2 separate regions of the Arachis hypogaea genome follow, and region 1 is linked to region 2. Evidence: chromatin contacts called from public Hi-C data. All regions are on one chromosome and are shown on one strand. The core of a region is the stretch at or near the end of the contact, and the rest is flanking DNA. Distances in the headings are between cores, read along the strand shown.

Region 1 (6,341 bases), core at 2,670-5,169, 230 kb after region 2:
TGCCCCAAAGATATTCATTATGTCTCTACTTAACGACAGCCACTTTATCAAATTGGACATGAGCCTCCTAACAAAAGATCATAATTGGACAATCGGAGTACTTCAGAATATCCACTCGGTTGGTAAAAGATCGTATTGAAACTTTCTACTAATTTTAACAACATATCAACTAAAATTTCTGCACAGCTCGAGGTTACTTACATCTTGGTCCATCACCAAGTTTGCCTCCTCCAATGTCTGGTCTGACACAGCTAGCATTGTATGTTTGTTTAAATTGAAGTAATCCCAAATACAGGCCTAACATAATTTTTAACAAGCAAAAGAAAAGAAAGACAAAAGGGGAAAGCATTATTGATTACAGATGAGGGAAAAAGAAAGCAAAACATAACCACATAAGAAAAAATATAAAAATAAATAAATAAGCACCTTTTTTTGTTCTACTCCTTTGATTTTGCACACCAGTTCATATAGTTCCCTTATGTTCGCCTAAAATATATCAGAGAAACAGAAAAGCAATAATCAGAACTACGTTGGTCTAACATTTCAATTATCACATTATGCCATGTTAGAACCAAAGTAGATGGCCTTGGAAAATATGCTAATAAGAAAGAATAGAAGAACTTTACATATAATAGCAAATCATGTTCTTAACTTGCAATAGGCTATCAAGTAATGTCAGTGTTCCAATGTCTTCCTCACACTAAAATACTCAACAGTATTTTTTCTATTTGGATAAAAGATGAATATCATTGACATAGTAATGCCAATGTGTATTACATATGTTTTTAAAATTGAATAGGTTCGTACTTTAACGGATTCAATACTCATCTGTACTTAGTGCAACATAACTGCAAAACCAACAAGACAACCCCATATGAAATCAATTGGTACCTTTTTGCTTAATTTCACAGTTGACACACTGTTATCTCTGGCATCAGTCAACTTTAAAATGAGTGGGTAAACCTCAACACTATATTGCTTCTGTGCAGCACCCTGCGAGATCAACCTCCTCGGTAATGCTGGTCCACCTTTATACCTAGACCATGGTAGACAGAAATCTGTTACATATTCTAATCAAACAGTAGTGACCATCAGATGACAAAATTGAAATATAACCTTAACCGCCCAAGTTCCAAGGCTTCTCCATTTATATGTTAACTTCATGATGTCAATACTAAACCTATTAAACTAACCAGGCAAAAAAAATGAGTATACTGCCCTTGAGGATTCAGAGGAAAGTTTAAGATTACCTTAGAGGAAATACTTTTAAAATAATTGAATTGTATTTGGTTTGAGTATGTTAAAGGCAAGTCTATGAAAATAGTTTTTTATTTTTATTTAAATGAATAAAGTAAAATTACTTTTAGAGGTATAAGTTCCAAAAAGAACAAAATAGAATTCAAGAGTGAATAGATGGATGATTGTGATCTTGTGGGTAAGAGTGCCATTATACGTCAAGTTCTTTGGAAAAATAAAATGCAAATCAAAGTTTACTTCTTTCAAATCTTCCAAAATTAATTCTAGATACCGCAAAATTAATTCTGGGAGAATGGAAAAACAGATAAATAGATTGGCAGATCTCTAGAATTAATTTTGACCATCCAGAATTAACTATGGCCTTGAAAAATTACTTGTGTGCTAAGCCAAACAGGCACTTGGTATGTTTCAGGCTGGTGTTGCATGATCCATTAGCAAGTTTCTTGTGAAATTTTATGATAGAAATCTGTGTCTAAAAGAATATCACTCTGCATAATTGATTAAACGTATAGAAGCATGGGTATCTATGGCTATATGGCTCTTTCTCCAAATAATATTTGGAGGATCTAGATAATATACATTTATGTAACTTTTCCTTTATAGTTTACATATAGAACCACCAGTCACTCTCGAACCTCTGGACCATTTAAATTTCCCACAGCCTATTAAACCAACTATCGTTAAACTTTGGGAGCACCGGTGTTATTTGACCTCTCTAGAAGAGTACCTTCCATAAGATTCAAACTTATGTACTCATCCCAATTGTTAATGTTACTTACCATCTCAAACAACCCTTTTGGGTGTATCTAATTCTTTAGGTTCTCCAGACTAGAAAGTAAAAACCATTTCGAAAATAAGAAAGTTACCATTCTGAAAGTCTTTCCCACACTTTCTGAGGAACTAAAACATAGTCTGTCCCCTCCACCAACATTCGATGAATATCTAAATCATTGCCTTCGTAATTATTTCCGTTTGAGACAATATCAGAATTATCAATTGGCCCAGGTCTATCTGCATTCTCTGAGTGAACCACACCGGCATTCTGGTCAATTGAAGATTGCTCACCAGTGGAAAGCATACCACCACAATCCCCAACATACCCCTGCCAACTTGAAAACCACCTGCATGGACAGCAAAAATATATATTGATTGATTAATTAATTAATTAAAATAATAAGGGATACAAATTAAGGGGAACGGCTGAAGTTGTCAGTCTATGACCCAGAGGTTACAAGTACAAGTTGTGGAATTAGACTCTGGCAAATGAAAGGTAGGGCTGCCATCTATAGACCAATATGTGAGGCTTATGCTCTCACAGACCCTCTGGCCTGTGCATAGCTGGTTCTTATAGCACTTCCATTATCAATACAAATGGAAAGTAAAACGATGTGACTGAGAAATGCTAAGTGAACAAGTTATTTTTGTAACCAAGTTCAACCTAGTCTTTCTTCTTCTTATGCCTCTCCTCCTTCTCTTCCTTTTACTTCAACTAAAATTTCTGGTTATCAATCCTCAAGCTATTGGACCAACTTGGTTGAACTTAGTTACCAAAATGACTTGGTCATATAGCATCACCGTATTACCATAGTTCAAAGTCAGTCGATAATGTTCGGTAGCATTGATAAAACCCTCCATACACATAAATTATATGTGCGGAAAAACACCATATGAATGTCAATGGAAAAAAGCAATAAAAAAGAAACAACAACAATAACAACAGCTTTTAGGGTGAGTAAACATAAAAAGGACATGAAAGCAAAAAGCAATACTGTTCGGATTTCCGTTTAGAACTACAAAACCACTAGCTTTATACTACACCATACCCTAGTTCTATAATTTCCCAAACAGGAAACCAAACATGGTCACAACACAAGATCCATTCACCCTCCATGCTAGTGAAGTAACTCAATTAAGTGTAACCAAAATCCCCGAGGCCAAGAGTATAATAAGTGTGTAACAATCCAACCAGTATCAGTCCTTTCCCCCACAAGATAACCCTATTCAAATAGTAACAGGCAGCTAAGCAAAAGATTCAATGAAAATTACCAAAAGAAAGAAAGAAAGATGAGATTAAGACCTATTGGAAATAACGTAGTACAAGTTGCCTTCTCTCAAATTAAGCTCCGATTCCTTGATCAACTCCGACACGATCCGATTCTCCTCCTCCGGAGGGAGCGGGACGCAGCTGCCGCCATTGTCCATCGGAAAAACCGAATCGGCAATCGTCATGGCGGATTTCGTTCAAATCAAGCACCTAAATCAGCACCTGAATCAGCGCCAATAATTTGAAAACACTTAGAAATCCGCACAAAAGAGAAACCAATTGAAGAAAGAGTGAGGAAGCAGTAAGGCACCTGAAATGAAGAGATCGAGGTGGAAGAGAAAGAGAGCGAGAATGGAATAGCGAAAGGGAAACGAAAGGAATCGAATGGGAGAAAAACAGGATATTCGATGAACCCTAGCGCCTAGATTGCAGGGACAGACAGGTAGAGAAGCGGGGAAGGTTAAGTAACGGAACGATCCCCAAAAGTCTATGCGTAAATCTTTACCGTCATTTTTCAACGACCTCTTCCTCCTTCGTCTTGTTTCTCTTTCTCTCTAATATGTGGAGTGCCACTCTCTCTTACTTTCCCCTTGCTTCAAGTTTAATTTTGGAGTAAACTATCAAGTCTCTACAATATGATTTTTTAAGATAAAAAATTAAAAATAATTTATTTCGATTTCTGTTTTTTATTTTGGAAAAGTCTAGGGCAGCACTCCAGCAGTTTTGTTAAATTTTGTCCAGCATGTAATCAGCAGAGAAAGGTGAATCATTAGATAAAATCTCACACCAATCTTACATCATTAAATTATCATTAATGACTATTTGATGGCTACCAATCACAAAAGTTGCTGACCTAATATTGCTCTTTTATTTTTATGACACAATATGATCTTTATGAGTATTTTAACTTTAAACAAAAAATATTAACATGTTAGGTTCAAAAATTGAATAAAAAATTAACTGTCTTTAAATTTAAATTAATTAAAAATTTATTTATCTTTATTTTTTAAATATTATTTTTTTAAATTATTTTTTATTTATTATATTAATATTTTTTAATAAATTATTAAATATATAGTATAATAAGTATAAATCAATTAATAAATTATTTAAATTTAAAAATATTATTTATTACGAAACTAAGTAAATAATTCTCAAATATATTTTTTAAATATATAAATAATAAACATTAAAATCAGTTAATGCATTAATAATATTATTATTAATGTATTAACTGATTTTAATGTTTATTATTTATATTTATATATTTAAAAATTATGTTTGAGAATTATTTACTTAGTTTCATAATAAATAATATTTTAAATTTGAATAATTTATTAATTAATTTGTATTTATTATACCATATATTCAATAATTTATTAAAAAAAGAATATTAATATAATGAATAAAAAAATAATTTAAAAAAATATTGTTTAAAGAATAAGAACAAATATACTTCTAATCAATTTAAATTTTGAGACCATTATTCTTAAACTTGACACATCAATTTTTTTTGTTCATAGTTGACAGAAAAATACCCATAAAATTTATATTGTGTTACAAAAATAGAAGATAAGAATCGAAATTAATCATTTTTATTTTAAGATATCACGTTATTATTCTGAAAAAATCGATAAAGACCAAATTAATAGCTCACTCTTTAATTTTGACTCGGTGTAGAAACTGAGCTATGATAATTTTTCAAAAGTGCTTATAGTAATATATGGTTTGGGTGAGTAGCTGTTCAAGTAAGAAAATAATCCGAAAATTCTGATTTTTAATTTCAAGGTGGAGACCCTCGTGCACCCTCTTAAGGGTGGGTGCTTCAAGTTCCATGATCTATGCCACCACAATTGATAACGGCATTATCCCCTATCATTAAATATAGTCCGTTTGGCATCTAACGTTTGGAGAGGGACAAAGAAAGGGTTGTCATGCTGTATCTTCCCCAAGACTGAAAGACTTTTTGACTTCTAATGGAAGGTATATGCATGGACCATATTATTATTGGTACGCCATAAAATTACAATGAAACGATGTTTTCTTTTAGAGATAACTACCAATTTAGTATCTAAAAGATTTAATCACTAAAAAAAAAATTAAAAATATTATTAACAAAAAAATCCTTAAAAAATAATTAATTTTAATAAAAATGACCAACTATCAATTAAATTAATTAACGTAAACATTAAAAATTATTCATACTTTTAATTTTTATAATATCATAAACACTTTCATTTTAGTTTATTAAAATTCCTAATAATCATTTTCTTTTTGGGATAAGTACTTTCTTCATTCTCAAGATTTGGAGTCAAAATCAAAATCAACTTTTTTTTTTTATTAAAATCATCCTTAACGTTACAAAACATTATAAATTTTTTTTACCAAATTATTCTTATTAAATAATAAAAATAATTAAAAAATTATAAAATAAAATAAAAAAGAAAAAAAAAAAAGAAAGAAAACAAAGAGGAAGGGGAAGGGGGAATCGGGTGGGGGCAGGCAAAATGAAAGGGGAAGGGGAAGGGGGGAGGTCGTGCACCCGCCGCCGCTCCTGCGTCCAACCCGCAGCCACCGGCCGTCGCAAGCTTGCATGGAGGCACCGCCGCTGCCGTCCAGCTCCCGACCCTCCACTGTTAACTGTTCGAGTTTTCCCTGCCTCTTCCCAAAGCCGCCATTTGCCCCTGCCTTAGCCCACCGCCGCAACCCTTTCTCTTTTCTTCTTCCTCTACTCTTTTGTCTTCTCCTCTGTCCACTGACCCATGGCCGAACCACCACCAGCGACTACCTCAGCTGCCTCTAGCAGCTGCTGTCCTCACCACCGCCGCTAGTCACCGCCGCTGCAACATCCACCTCTCCCTTGATTTCTTTTTGCTTTGTTCTTCATTACAGGTTCATGAACCAACCCACTTTCAGTTCCTCTAATTTTTGTTTAATTTAACTTAGGTTTAATTCCCGAATTGTAAAACATGTATGATTCAACTTGAAATTTCAGATGATAATCAAGATCCATTTGCATTTGATGAGGATGACATTGCAC
Region 2 (6,561 bases), core at 1,299-3,798:
TATTTATATATATTATATATAATAATATCAAATCCATGCATAATTATTTTAACACAAAAGGAGTCAGATGCATGTATCATCACGTTAGAATATTTTATAACTGTGATATAAATATTAAAAAATTATAATTTTTTTATTTATGATCGCCATTTTAATTTTTAGTAGAAGTCACGGTTTCTAACCGCGGTTAATATAGTTTAATAGTCACAGTTTTTTAAACAAAACTTATATTTAAAATTGTGACCTTTGATGATTATTATTTACTTTTTATAAATTCTGTGGATTTTTTTTAAATGTCACGGTTTTATAGATTAAAAATCGTCACAATTTTTAAATGTGAGATGAACAACTGTGATTTAAAGAAAAAAAATGTTGCAATACATAGCAATCACTCCGTTAGAATCTTTACTACATCAGGTAAAACACATACATAAATCAAACACATAGTAATATTACACAAAAATTCTAAAACAAATAATGTTATATGTATATTTTCATTCATATATCTATGTAAATCGAATTTATTGAATTCGAATTAGATCTTCTAAAACTAAATCGAATTAAACATATTCGAATTAATAGTATTTTATATATCCACATAAATCGAATTCATTGAATTCGATTTATCCATTATAGTGCTAAATTGAATCTAGTTGATTCGATTTATTAGTACATTAAATATATATAAATCGAATCTAGTTTATTCGATTTACTACTGCATAGCACATATATAGTAAATCGAATCTGCTTGATTCGATTTACTACCTGTATAGATTATTGACATTTACTACTTTTAAGTTAATTGTTATTAACTTTAAAATATAAATTTCAATAAGGAAAACATAAATGTCAATAAGAAAATACACCCATTTGAATTCAAATAAAAAAAAAAAAAAATCAAAACGAATAAGAATAGAAATTTAACTTTTTTGTTTTAATTCAAATTCCAAAAGATCTATATTTTTATAAACTTATGAATTTAAAACGAAACAATAAATAATTTTTAAAAATTTTGCTAAAAATCATCTTTTGACTCATTAGCATCTAAAGAATCATTATCGAGACTTTTGATGATGAAAAAGTTAATATAAAATATAGCCTTCTGAAGTACTATAGGAGTTAAAATTTGAACTTTTTGTCAGAGTCAGAAGTAATAAATAGTTATACATTATAAAATGACCAACTATATTTATACAATATGTAATTTGAGAAATAATTAAAATACTATATTAATTAAATTATCATTTCAAATGAAATTAAGTATAGAATGTATTGTTTTGGTGCATTTAATTATCATTTTCCAAATTAAATGATAATTTAATTAATATAGTATTTTAATTATTTCTCAAATTACATATTATATAAATATAGTTAGTCATTTTATAATGTATAACTATCTGTCACTTTTGATTGTGAAAAAATTCAAGTTTTAACTCTTATTCAAATGTCTTGGTAATAATTCTTTGGATGCTAATGAGTCAAAGGATGATTTTTAATAAATTTTTAAAAATTATTTATTGTTCCGTTTTAAATTAACAAATTTATAAAAATGTAGATTTTTTTAGAGTTCAAACTAAAACACAAAAGTTGAATTTCTATTCTTATTCGTTTTGATTTTTTTGATATTTTATTTAAATTCAAATGGTAGTATTTTCTTATTGACATTTATGATAAATAAACAATTAATTTTACAGTAATAAATATCAATAATCTGTACAGGTAGTAAATCAAATCAAATAAATTCGATTTATATATATATATAGCGTATTAGTAATAAATCGAATCAAAGTATTATAATGAATAATTTAAATTTAATGAATTTGATTTATGTTGATATATGAAATACTACCAATTTAAATCTGTTTAATTTGATTTAGTACTAAAAAGACAAATTTAAATTCAATGAATTCGATTTATATATAAATAAAAATATACATATAACATTATTTATTTTAAAATTTTTGTATAATATTAATATGTGTTTGGTTTATGCATATATTTTACCCTAATAATTCACAACGTTTGAGTTTTTACTTCAATGGTGCCAAGTTACTTACAATTTCGTAGACTAGACTAGAAGGTGGGCCTACTCAGTTGTCTGATAGTTGATGATGGATCTGCATGACTGTATGGATTGCTGGGTCGTTTGTCCCCTTTCTCCCCCACTTGATTCTTAACAGTTACTCTAATATTTAACACAGAAAGCTACTTGTATATATTGGAAAACGTGTTCCAAAAATACAATTTAAAACTATTATAAGTAGCATGTTTGAGTAGAAAATATAAATTAATTATAAATTTATAAATTTTTATGTATTAAATGTGTTAAAATAATTAAATTTCTTTTATTTTTAAATCACTATTCTTCAGACAATTTATTTAAGTATTAGATGGAACGGATGTATATCTCATGAAATTTTAAATATGTGTTAATAGAAATGAATATTATTATTTAATAGTATTTAATAAAATTCTCTTTAGTGGTTAGTACTATTCAATGGAATGAATAATCACATAAATAGAATAATATTTGGGCCGTTGGTTCCCTCAATTTAATAAAATTCAAGAGCCACATAATTAAGCCCACACCACAATCAACAAAATATTTTCTTATATAATTTGTGCTAACACGAATAGTAAGTGATGATTCATTACTGTCCTCAAAGTGCAAAAATTTCCTTCGCATATTCAGCATATTCATAAGAATCCCATGACGTCCATGGCCCCACAAAACTATCATCTTGAGGCTCGTATGATGAAATCTGTCAGTCTCTGCCACGTGTCACCATATCGTAGGCAGAGATAGTAGGCACTAGGCACCCTTCAGCTACAAATGCAACACCAGAGGTCTTTGTTAATGGCAGCCACCAACACACTTACACACACACTCAATAGTCATCACTCTTCCCTTACCGGTAAATAACACTAACCGTTTTTTCTTTTTATTTTTTTTTCCCTTTAAAAATTTGTTCGAATGATTCAAAGTACACATCATCACTGGATCCAGATTTTTCGCCTCACTGTCGCCTACTTTTTAGGGTTCTTGCATTTTAGCTTATTATAAGACTCAAATCTAATTGTTTAATTCAGCAACTTGCATAACTTGATTCATGCCAAGCTTTTCTCTAATTTGTGTATTCTTTAGTGTATAGTCTTACATACGCTATAGAACTCACGGTACTTATAATCACTGTTATAGAGCTGGCTTCACTTTATTGATGCTCTGCTCATGTAAGGCCATGATTTAGTTTGATTTCTGGGCTTTACTACTCTTCCCTCTGTTCTGCAATATCTGTTATTCGGAAATTTACAACTTTTATGACACTTTTTTTTAATGTATCGAATTTTCAAAGTGATTATTATGGAACAGAGGGAGTATTAATAAGTTATCTGAAATTTTCATTCATATCCTTGAAACTAGGCAAATTTTGCCATCAAATGCTTGAATAGAAAATCATTAACCTGTGATTTCTAAGTAGATCCTTGATAATGCATGAGAAGTTTCGTTGGGTAGTTTTGTGGAACTAATCCAATATTTGATGTAATCAAGTTAGTTTACATTTTTATGGTTAAATTGTATCTTTCAAATCTTTGTTGATTAGAAATGGTTTTGGCGTGTGACATGCAGAAGAAGGGGCTATTGAGCTGCTTTTATATTTTGAGGGACAAAGATAAATAAGCTATGGCAACTGTGACAGCCCCTTATGTGGTGTCAAGAACCGGGTGCCTCAACCACCATGGAAGCGCTAGAACCGAGGCGAAGGCGGGATCACCACTGGTGAGCCTGAACAGCCAGGGAATGACCTATGATGGGTTGAAATCCATGAACAAGCTCAACATGAAGACCACACATGCAACAAATATCTCTGTCTCCGTGAGGAGCAAGAAGAGTGGCAGTGACAGGAGTGTGGGGAAGATTGTGTGTGAAACTGGGATGACCTTTCTCTTTGTGAGTGCTGAGGTTGGACCTTGGAGCAAAACTGGAGGACTTGGTGATGTTCTTGGTGCGCTTCCCCCAAGATTGGCTGTAAGTGAATTGATTGGTTTCTTCTGTTTTTACTTTTTAGTCCATCAATTTCCATTTTTCTTTTGTCAATGTCACGTTTTGTAACATCCTTTTATCAATATATTTGGATACTAAAGATTTTAATAATGACAGATTATAAAGAGGATGGAGGCATCAACTATTCTCCGTGTATTCACATGGACATAAATTTTAACTATTGTTTATACGGCATAATATTTGGCTGTAACCTTGAACAATCTTGGCTTTAATGGAGAATATTTGTAAAAGTCTAGAGAAATAAAAAAATATATATATATATGAAAGATGATCTAAGAGTGCTATGAGAAGCTTTCTTCACTTTAATTATTATATATGATATCTGATTAGCTTTGTTCAAATTGATTCAGGCAAATGGGCACCGTGTTATGACAGTGTCTCCCCGTTATGACCAATACAAGGATGCATGGGACACTAGTGTTCTGGTGGAGGTAAACTTACTTGTTCTTGGTATGTATCTACAAGTTAAGGATCTAGGAGATTATCCCTTGTAACTAATAATGTTCTTGTTTTCCTATTTTGTGACGAAAGATCAAAGTTGGTGACAGAGTGGAAACTGTCCGTTACTTCCACTGCTTCAAGCGAGGAGTCGATCGCGTTTTTGTGGATCATCCAGTTTTCCTTGAGAAGGTTAACTTCTTTTCTTTCTAAGGCATCAACCATCCCATAGAACTTATAGGATTGAATTAAACCCAGGCTTGAATTTATATCTTAAACTGATTTCTTTTACATTTGGAATTTGAAAGGTATGGGGCAAGACGCAGTCAAAACTATATGGTCCTAAGGCCGGAGAAGATTATGCAGATAACCAGTTTAGATTCAGCTTGTTGTGCCTGGTAGCTTATTTTCTTAACACCTGCTTCCTATAGTTTACCCTGTATAAATAATCTTTGTTAAATAATCAACTACTTTATGGTGAATTTTAGATGACATTGTCAATGTTTTAACAATTTTCAGGCTGCACTTGAGGCTCCAAGGGTTTTGAACCTAAACAGCAACCCATATTTTTCAGGACCATATGGTATTCATCTTTCATCTCAAATCTTCAAATAGGGGGCGGGGGGAATGATTGAGTAAATGTTTACAAATTTTTTTTTCCCCTGTATTCTGGCAGGCGAAGATGTAGTCTTTATCGCCAATGATTGGCACACTGCTCTTCTTCCTTGCTACTTGAAATCAATGTACAAGTCCAGGGGAATTTACATGAATGCAAAGGTGAGCATTGGAATAATTGTTTTGCATGTCTGCTTTCATCATTCTCAGGAAGCTGATTTTTATTCGTTCATTCATGGCAGGTTGCATTTTGTATTCATAACATAGCCTACCAGGGAAGATTTGCCTTTGCAGACTTCCCTCTTCTCGGTTTACCTGATGAATTCAGGAGCTCCTTTGACTTTATGGATGGGTATGATACCATTATCTCTTCTTTGGTGCTTGTACATTTGACTAATCTATTGTGATTCAATATTCATATTTCTTTTTGCTTTTCTCAGGTACGATAAGCCTGTGAAGGGAAGGAAAATCAATTGGATGAAGGCTGGAATAATAGAATCAGACAGGGTTGTAACTGTGAGTCCATACTATGCCCAGGAACTTGTTTCTGGAGAGGACAGAGGCGTCGAATTGGACACCATAATTCGTTCAGTTGGCATCACCGGTATAAGAAATGGTATGGACCATCGGGAGTGGAGTCCAAAAACCGATAGATTTATTAGCATACATTATGATGCAACGACTGTAAGTGCTACCTTCTCTGTGAAATGTGCTTTTCTCTTATTAACTTTGACCACAAAAATCCTTATTAGAAAGTTATGTTCTTAGGTCACCGAGGCAAAATGCCTTCTGAAACAAGCCCTTCAAGCAGAGTGTGGCTTGCCTGTTGACAGCAATATCCCTGTCATAGGGTTCATTGGTAGGCTAGAAGAGCAGAAAGGTTCAGATATTCTCTTTGAAGCCATCTCAAAGTTCATCCATCTTGATGTTCAGATAATAGTTCTTGTAAGCTTCATGGTTCCACTGTTTTTTTTTTTTTTTTTTCTCTTTTCCCTCTGAATCTTCATTACTTGTTACCCCTAGCTAAGCAAAATTGCGCTGATGAGTGGTGTGTGTTTTTTTTCTTTAGGGAACCGGCAAAAAGTACATGGAGAAGCAAATTGAACAGTTGGAGGAACTCTATCCTGAGAAGGCAAGAGGGATAGCGAAATTCAATACTCCTTTGGCCCACAAGATCATCGCTGGGGCGGACTTTATAGTGATCCCAAGTAGATTTGAGCCATGTGGTCTTGTTCAGTTGCATGCCATGCCTTACGGAACGGTATAGTGTTTTCTTTTTTCCCCCTAATTTTACTTGGAAAAATTACAAGCCAATTTTAATTGTCGAGTTTTACATGCCTTGCTTGATTCTAGACCTTGATATGTTCAATGCCGATATTTTTGTTTCATTGTCTAAGGCATTAATTCTGCTGCGACATTGCAACAGGTTCCGATAGTTTCCTCAA

Evidence for each region. Hi-C and Micro-C count contacts between places; a contact is called where the count stands out from the background.
Region 1: a contact with region 2 is called in a Hi-C map of an unstated tissue, with 2.8 times the contacts expected there. The contact joins the promoter of LOC112776184 here to the promoter of LOC112775088 in region 2. A contact is called at or near these places in 3 of 8 Hi-C or Micro-C datasets (leaf and an unstated tissue).

Annotation. Positions count from the first base shown.
Region 1 is chr19:98,437,046-98,443,386 of arahy.Tifrunner.gnm2.J5K5, forward strand. It overlaps LOC112776184 (ubiquitin carboxyl-terminal hydrolase 10), which reads right to left and starts at 3,920. Exons shown (of 14, transcript XM_025820231.3): 1 at 3,612-3,920; 2 at 3,335-3,523; 3 at 2,124-2,378; 4 at 892-1,036; 5 at 427-486; 6 at 202-297. The coding sequence starts at 3,486. LOC112776287 (a long non-coding RNA gene) reads left to right here and starts at 5,734. Exons shown (of 3, transcript XR_003189907.3): 1 at 5,734-6,193; 2 at 6,297-6,341.
Region 2 is chr19:98,211,091-98,217,651 of arahy.Tifrunner.gnm2.J5K5, forward strand. LOC112775088 (granule-bound starch synthase 1, chloroplastic/amyloplastic) reads left to right here and starts at 2,549. Exons shown (of 14, transcript XM_025818555.3): 1 at 2,549-2,915; 2 at 3,629-4,027; 3 at 4,414-4,494; 4 at 4,595-4,693; 5 at 4,810-4,899; 6 at 5,021-5,084; 7 at 5,178-5,278; 8 at 5,359-5,468; 9 at 5,557-5,800; 10 at 5,885-6,061; 11 at 6,186-6,377; 12 at 6,543-6,561. The coding sequence starts at 3,683.